2 separate regions of the Arachis hypogaea genome follow, and region 1 is linked to region 2. The links are chromatin contacts, called in public Hi-C maps. All regions are on one chromosome and are shown on one strand. The core of a region is the stretch at or near the end of the contact, and the rest is flanking DNA. Distances in the headings are between cores, read along the strand shown.

Evidence for each region. A called contact is a pair of places that touch in the nucleus more often than the background predicts.
Region 1: a Hi-C map of an unstated tissue shows a contact between it and region 2, with 4 times the contacts expected there. The contact joins the enhancer-like site here to the promoter of LOC112750085 in region 2. A contact is called at or near these places in 2 of 8 Hi-C or Micro-C datasets (leaf and an unstated tissue).

What each region holds. Positions count from the first base shown.
Region 1 is chr15:29,165,994-29,170,484 of arahy.Tifrunner.gnm2.J5K5, reverse strand. No RefSeq gene overlaps it. Among protein-coding and RNA genes, the nearest start is that of LOC112748197, 8.6 kb to the left of the region's middle. Within about 2 kb of position 2,739, at least 2 of the 3 cell types and tissues checked have open chromatin away from gene starts, as enhancers often do.
Region 2 is chr15:29,042,402-29,046,483 of arahy.Tifrunner.gnm2.J5K5, reverse strand. It overlaps LOC112750085 (chaperone protein dnaJ 16), which reads left to right and starts at 1,644. Exons shown (of 11, transcript XM_025798618.3): 1 at 1,644-2,314; 2 at 3,459-3,582; 3 at 3,809-3,891; 4 at 3,994-4,082. The coding sequence starts at 2,166.

The sequences.
Region 1 (4,491 bases), core at 1,490-3,989, 120 kb before region 2:
TTTTAATAAAATATAAAAGTAAGCTTTAAAATAATTAAATTTAAGAAATAACACGTGAGACATGTACAAAATAATCATTCATTCTCTTCACTTAAGGGTCTTGAGCTTTTTCTGTATGTAACAAATTATGAGGGAAAAAACTATTATTATTCTAAGAAAGAATAGGTATAGGGATCAACTTTTAATTGGTTAATATTAATTAAATTTTTGTTATAAAAAAATGTTTTTAACCTTCATTTTTTTTTTTTTGAAGATTTAAGTATTAGAATTAGAATTCAGGATTTACTATTTATGATTTAAGACTTAAATTTTAAGATTTAGAATTTAAAATAGAAAAGTAATTAAATTAATTGATACTAACAAAAAAAAATTGATTATCTAATTGCACTTTATTTTTAGGCTGGGTTCATATATTCACTTACGGTTAACTTTTTTTCTTTTTATTTATTTATTTTTCCGTTGGAGAGGGGAGGTAATGGGGAAAGGAGTCTTTTAACTTATAATTTATAAATTAAAAACTTTGGATATATTTGATTAGGAGTAAAACTAGGATGAAATTTTGCATGAATAAATTAATATAAGAGTAAATTTATACATAAAAATGTATACTTCATTTTAATTTTTTATCCCCAACTAAATTTATCCGGATTAAAAAATTATAGTTGTTTTGGGATGACATTTATATGTGTTTTTTTTTTTTTGTTTTTGGACACCGACATTTATTATACAGTTATCGTGAGAGGCCGAAGCCCAAGGGAAAGAAAAAAAAACTAAACTGTTATATTTCCTATGACAAAAAAAAACCTGTTATATTTCTAAGTCCAAAACATCTCCAAAGATGTCCGATTACATTTTTGAAGTAAATGGGCTTATTCTTGTTATGACATCATTTTTGTTTTAAAATGTAAAAAAGAGGCAAAAACAATGACAATTCGTGAGAGCTACTGTAAGCCCACTAACATTAGTATTACCCTCCTCCTATGATTCTATGATGCACGGAGGGACCTTTACGTTGCTAAAATAAAATAAATACAAAGACCAAGAATTAAATAATAACAAGTTATAATTCAAATAGTATAGTTTTTTTATCTTCATTTAGATTTGAGGTTCACTCCTAACTTTAAAAAAAAAAAAAAAATAAGATAAATATTATCTTAAACAAAAAAAAAACACTCTAACTTGAATTTTAAACATAAATTCTAAATTCTCATCCAATTAGAGTTAGCTCAAATGATTTAAATTCTTAGGCTAAAATTTTTTTTCTCCTGTACTCCTAGTTCAACCCTCTATTATACCAAAACAAGAAGTACAACACTCCTTACTAAGTAAAAAAGGTGGTCTAAAATTAAATCTCTTATTGTGATTTTAAAACCGACTTTTGAACCAAAAAAAAAAAAAAACTAAGAAAAATAGTTCATTTTCGTGGTTATGAACCACGATTTTGGTTTCAAAAGTAAACCTCATTTTTTATAGTTCTGAACCATGATTTTTTATCACATAAAAGCAAAAACTTTTCGTTATTATAAACCACAATTATGCAGTTTCAAATTTTCTTATACAACATCCACATAATCCTCTTGTGTCTTCACTATGGTAAAACATGTCTTCTTTTTTATTTTTCTGATAATACGCTTCGTTTTTATTAGCATTTACTTTAAGAAAAAATGAACATAAATACACAAAAGATCACACGAAGAATAAAATTATCTATCAAATGTACACGAAATCACTTCCACCTTTTTGCCAATGAAGCTCCATTTCTGTTAATAAAAATTAACATGTGGCACTTTTTTTTTTCAATGTTGACACTATACAATTAATGATATAGCTATTTAAGTAATTATAGTATTAACTCATTCACTCTTTATCTTCCTCTGTTGCTTAGTCTAGTGAAGTACACCACACTAAACTAATAGTAAAATCTATACACAACAGATTATAACGTGAACAACTAATTTAAATTAATAAATTCAGGTTAACTTAGCTCACACTTAAAATATCTAGTTTTAGTAACTAATTTTAGTTAGCAATAGCAAAATAACTAACTTTAGACATTTCACTCAGTTATACTTCAATTTACCTAGTTATTTCTATTAGCTGAATTTTACTTCCACGGGTTAAAAAAAATTATATAAAAATACATATTAAATACATATATATTCATTCATATATTTCGATATCTAATATCTTAAATTCTAAATGGTTTCGTTACAGTTAATCATGGTAAAAATGTTATACCACTACAAGAAATGTAACAAAAATTATTTTTTTTTTAACAAAACTTAATCATTGTTATATAATAATAATGTTTTGTAATAACAATATAATTTGTTACAAAACGTTTTGTTATTTTGTAACGATTTGATTTGTTTGTTACAAATTATATTAGCTTTTGTAACAATCAGTGTTTTTGTTATAAAATTTTATAATATTTTGTAACAAAAGATAAAGTTGTTACAAAAGTTTAAAATATTTTATAAGAAAATATTCGTTTGTTTCAAAAACTCCAATTATTTTGTAACAAAAAATTAATTTGTCACAAAATTCAATATTATTTATAATAAAGTATTTATTTGTCACAAAATACAAGAATTTTTGTAACTAAAAAAAATTATTTTAAAATGTTAAGACTTATTGCCTTTTTGCATGTATTTCTTCATCCATGAAGTAGTAAGAACAAATAATGGAGTATATAAAGAGTACAGCAAGCATATGCATATCATGGAAGCTACATTGTCTCCTAAGTACAAGAGAAAGAATATAAAAATGATTAAATTATATGTCTCTACTCTCAACTTGCATTGTAATAATTTCAACTCCGAATTTCGTTCTCAGCAAGGGAACCGGGGAGCAAAGAACATGGTTTTTCAGCGTTAATAATTCACACGTTATCTTCAATTCTTCATCAAGAAAATTAAAATTTAAAAAAAATGCGTCATTTAATTTGTCATTTCTTTTCTTTACAAATTTATAATATATATGATCAAATATCAAATATATTTAATTTAAAGGTGTTGCATCATTCTCCACCCCTTTGATGTGATATCTATATATGAAGAGGTGAAACAAGGAAATAATACGTATATTTAGTGTTTCTTTATTAGGTAGCAAGTAGCCTTCTCTCAATAATAATTTCTCTAATCTTTCAAGGCAAAAAACATTATATTTTTTCATGTCAATAGCACACCTGTCTCCTAAACAAACAAACAAGAAAATAATAATAATAAAAACAACCTAGCTAGGTTGAAAGGTATTCAAATGCTATGTACTATCTTTATAGTTTAGGGAAAACATGATGTAATGGAGTTCAGGTAAAAAAAATATTTTTTTTATAAGTGTGAATTGAGTGATATATCTTAATATTATAAATTTTAGTATTTTTTAAAATTGTAAAAAAAATTAAAATTGAAAATCTGATTTTAAAATTTTTATTTTTTAATTTTTTTAAAACAGAAATAAAATTATCTAATTTCTTTATCTTATATTTTTTTTTACTTTTTGAAACAAAAATAAAAAAAGTTTTATTTTTGTACCCTAAATCAAATGGCACCATATTTGATATTGCATCCCAACATTAGTCAATAATCTTAAAAATCACTATTATCAACTCAATATTAAAGATAATTTTCGTAAAAAATCATCAATTATTTTTTAATTAAGATTAAGTAATATTTTTAAAAAAATTAATTTTTTAATTTAAATTTTAAATATTAAATATTAAATTTAAATCTTAAATAATAAACGCTAGATCTTAATCCTAAATCTTAAATTTTTTTTAAACAATAAGAGTTAAAAAAATAAATTCGTAATTAAAAAAATAAACTAATATTCATTAAAAAATAATTGTTTATATTTTGAGAATTGAAATTTGAAGGCTCAATAATTCACACGTCACCGTGTTCAAAAGTGAGCTTGTCTCCCGAAGGCACGCTTCATTTTTTTCTAAACCATATATCTGTCGACCATTCACTTTAATTTTACCTTATTATTTTTTAGCTGTATTCAATTCATTGCTTTCAACGCTTTGCATTAATAATTTTTCAGAGATTTTATTAAAGAGAAAATGTGTTATCAATTAAGTTAGGTATAATGTAGGAAAAATAGTCATCATCTTATTGCATACATGCATTGAACATTGTGATTAGAGATAATAAAATTAAGCTTGTATATATAATTGTAGCCAATATAGAAGACTTGATAACTAAACTAGGGTAAACATCTTAAGTTGAAATATTAAAAAATATATTTGGAAGTTTGGCTTTTTATAGTCAGATTAGAAGTCATTGCATCATGATTATCTTAATATTTTAGTAGAATTGAATTTCAAGATAATTTCTCTCCTTTTCTTGCTCCTTTCTTTCAAAGTTCATTGTTTATATACCAAAGTTGGGTTTTTTTTTTTTTTTTTTTTGTTATAAAATTAAGCCTATATATAGAGATGGCAGACTTGTGTGAACAAAACAATAATTTCGGTGCAAAAAATCTGATATT
Region 2 (4,082 bases), core at 395-2,894:
GTACTGATAGTTTGGATGCGAGGTAGAAGCAGTCTGTTAACATGGACTTCGGGAAAGAAGGAATGAAGCATTTGGGGTCAATTTCAAATGAGAATTTGCATGTCGAAGGAGAATATCTTCATGATGTCCTAATGTCCAACAATCTATATTACTTGCCGGAGAGTGGAGAAAAATGTGGCCTTGAGTTGGTCTTGAGGATGTGGTGGACGTTGTCGGGGTTGGAGGTGATGCTTTTATCGAGGACGTAGAAGTGGATGCTTCTGGTGGGTGAAGTGCAGAGGAGATGGGTGTACCAGTCACAGAGATTTAGGAAGTGTGTGGTCTATGACATGTTGAGGTAGGCACGACACGCGTGGCAGTTACACAATGACTTGATCTCGGAACTGAGGAGAAAAGAAAAAATGGAAAAGAAGAATGTGAAAGGTGAAGAAGGAGAGTATGAATGTTAGGGTTATGCGAGATATGATAAAAATTGGGAAAGAACAGTGTCGTTTTCTAACAAATGGGTGATGGATTATTTTGTCCCCTATTAGAGTTGTTAGGGATCATTTTATTCCCTGTTAGAGTTGTCAGGAACTATTTTGTCTTCCGTTAGAGTTGACGGAGTCAAGGACCTAAATGACTCACAGAATTAATTGTTAGGAACTAAGCGAGTAATTAATTTTAATTGGAAACTAAAATGTCTGGTCCAAAATTTTTTGAAGACCAAAACGGTAAATACTCAAGAATAAAAGAGAAAACAAAAACGAAAAAATAAAAGGTAAAGCAAAAAATAACGTCCTCTGTGGTACTCTCTCTCATCTAAGTTAATATTCAGATTAAAAGATAATGGTTAAGAAATTTGTAGGAACAAGTTGAAGTTAGACAAAAGAAACCTTGCACTTGTTTCTATAATTCTTTCTTTTATCTTAGAAAATAATAAAATTGATGAGAAATTTTAGACATCTATTTTTTCTTTTTCTTTTTTTTTTCAATCAACAAATAAACAAAAATTAAAAGCCAAAATAATAGTTTTTTCAAATCCTTAAGTTCTTTATCTTTTTATGCATTCGATCCTCTCTTTTTCATAGACCCCTATTAACATTGAAAAATGACAATTTATATTTTATAAAATATTTTTTTAACTAAAAATAAATTATTTTAACACAATAAATTAAATTTTTTATATACATAAATTATATTAGTTATGATATTTATTTATGTTTATTTTTTGAATTATATTGTTTATATTTTTAAATTGTATCTGTTATCATATAATTAATGAGATTGAACAAAATACAATATACTATAAAATAGAATTTCTTTAGCTAATTTTAAGAAGTGCTATGGTATGTTGATATTTAAAGTAAATATTTTAAAAAATAAAAATAGAAAGAATGAATATAAATTTAGTAATAATTAAAAAAATTTCTATAAATTATAAAAAATAAAAAAATATTTATATATTTTAAATAGTAATAGAATAAATAAATTTTTTATTTTTAATTAAACAATTAAACAACAAAAATACTTCTACTAATATAAGTAAAAAAATGACCATCTAAGATGATTGAAGAAAAGAAAGGTTGAAACAAGAAATAAAAACGCACGGGTCTTCTGCTAGTATTGGTATATACTCTGCGTTGGTGCTTACAAATTAAAATGTTGACAATAATAATAATAATAATAATAATAATAATAATAATAATAATAATAGAAGACGTCTTGTAAAATGAAATTTCCCTGGCGAATTTTCTTTTCTTTTCATTTCTTTCTTTCTTTCTTTCTTTCGGGCAGGGCCTGTTGTCTTGTGTTTGTTGGCTTGGTGTTGTCATTGTTCTCAATTTTTTCTTTCTTTTTTATTTTCTTCTCTCTCTCTCTCTCTCTCTCTCTCTCTCTCTCTGAGCTGTGGGAAGTTCCAGGTTGGAGGGGTCCATGGGGTTTCTGGATCTCATCACCACAATTTCGAAACTCTCTTTCAACCACCTCCTTTTTCTTCAATGACTCCCCCGCCACCACTACCACCACCACCATTCTCACCACCATTGCACGGCGCCAAAACCTGACAGCTTCTTCCTCGAACACCAAGGTAGCCAGGTAGTGGAGGAACCTCACTTCTAGGGTTTGCTATAGTAAGAAGCAGAAGACGAAACGACGCCGTTTGTCTGAAAGTATTAGGAAGAAGTATGCCGGGGCATCGGTCCAAGTCGTCGGAGAAGCACGCCGACGGCGGCGGCGCCAAGCCGCTCCGGCGGGACCCTTACGAGGTCCTCGGCGTCTCCCGCAACTCCACCGATCAGGAAATCAAAACCGCTTACCGCAAAATGGCTCTCAAGTAAAGTCCCCTACCTCACTCTGCTTCTCCAACTAGCTTCGTATTTATTTATTTGTTTATTCAAAAATGTTCAATATTTATACTATTTCGTTTGGTGTAGTTTGGGATTTATAATTTTATATGCATTTTTTAAAAAATATTTTACAGGGTTTTATGTATTTATTTGACATTTGACATTTGAAATTTGAAATTTGAAATTTGAAATTAGTTTCAGCATGTTAGTACTAATATCCTATCGGCCGAAGTAATATGTTGTTGAATCTGGGATCCATGTGTTGGGAAATGAACTTCTTCACTTTTTGAATGATGTTTGATAGAAAACTGGTTTTGTTTTAATTCTCAGAGTCTGAGAGACTTAAGACAAAATAGAACTATGTGAAGACAGTGATTCAGCAGAGGACACGTAGTCAAGGCTAGTATTCGTTTGAGCAACGGCTTGCCGAATCTTCTACTTTGATTTTTCTAAGTCTAGGTGAAATCAATATTCGCGAGGGTGGTCTTGTTTATTTTGCTTCTTGAAGATTTGACTCAAGATCAAATATGCTTTTATTTTAGTATCGATCATTGTTGGTGGTAGTCTTTTTAACTAATATAGTGTGTTTGTGGAATTTGGTGAATAGAAGGTTGTTTTATAATCGCTAAAATATCCGTGTGCTAGAATCAAATTAAGATGATATATATTGACCTGGGAAAAAAAAGAGAAATGGCTGGTAAAGATCATGGAATACAACATTGGGAAACGTTATCTGTTATAGGGGGAACCTTTTGTGGCAAATCTTTGCATAGTTGATTTTCAAGCCTAGATAATAGAGGAGGGTTGTGTTAGGCAATTGATAGTCAGCATAAGACTTTGTCAAATCCCCATGGCATGAAACTTGTTTATTGATCATCTAGATAAGCCCAAAATATCACTGCAAAGATGTTGAATTGTTAATCTCTGCCCATGATGTCTGATTGTTTTTCATGCATTGGATATGAGCTGGATGGTTTACAAAAAACTTAATGACTTCCCGGAGATGTCTTGAATTAAATAATAAATCATGCCCTTTCTTGGCCACCTGATTTCTTGAATACCCTATTTCATCGTCTCTTTAGATGAAAAGGATTGATTATTAATTAACTGGTTAAATTTATTTCATTTCAGATATCATCCTGACAAGAATGCTAATGATCCTAAGGCAGCTGATATGTTCAAAGAGGTTACCTTTTCATACAATATATTGTCAGATCCTGACAAGCGTCGTCAGTTCGACACAGCTGGTTTTGAGGTGACCCTCATTTTTTCAAATTATTAACCATGAAGCCTTTTGGAATTAGGAGGATAATTGATTCTTGAAATTTATTTTGCAAAAAAGAGTTTAAATTCCGATCTTGATTAAATCATGCTACTCACCCCCCACCTGTAAATCTGTTGATTCTCTTTTCATTTTTATTTTTTGCTCGAATCTTTTTGCATGCATCATATGTGATTGAATATTTCATGTTTGTGCATAGGCTGTTGAATCGGATAACCAAGAGTTGGAGTTGGACCTTTCAAGTTTGGGTGCTGTGAATACAATGTTTGCTGCACTTTTTAGGTATCCTTTTCTTTAATCCTTCTTTTCCCATCTTTGGTTTTTCCTAATCTCCATTACCTGATTTCCATTATGCATAATATTAATGTTCTACATACATAACAGTAAACTCGGTGTGCCAATTAAGACAACTGTATCAGCAACTGTTTTGGAAGAGGCCCTCAATGGTGTAGTGACCATTCGTCCACTTCCAT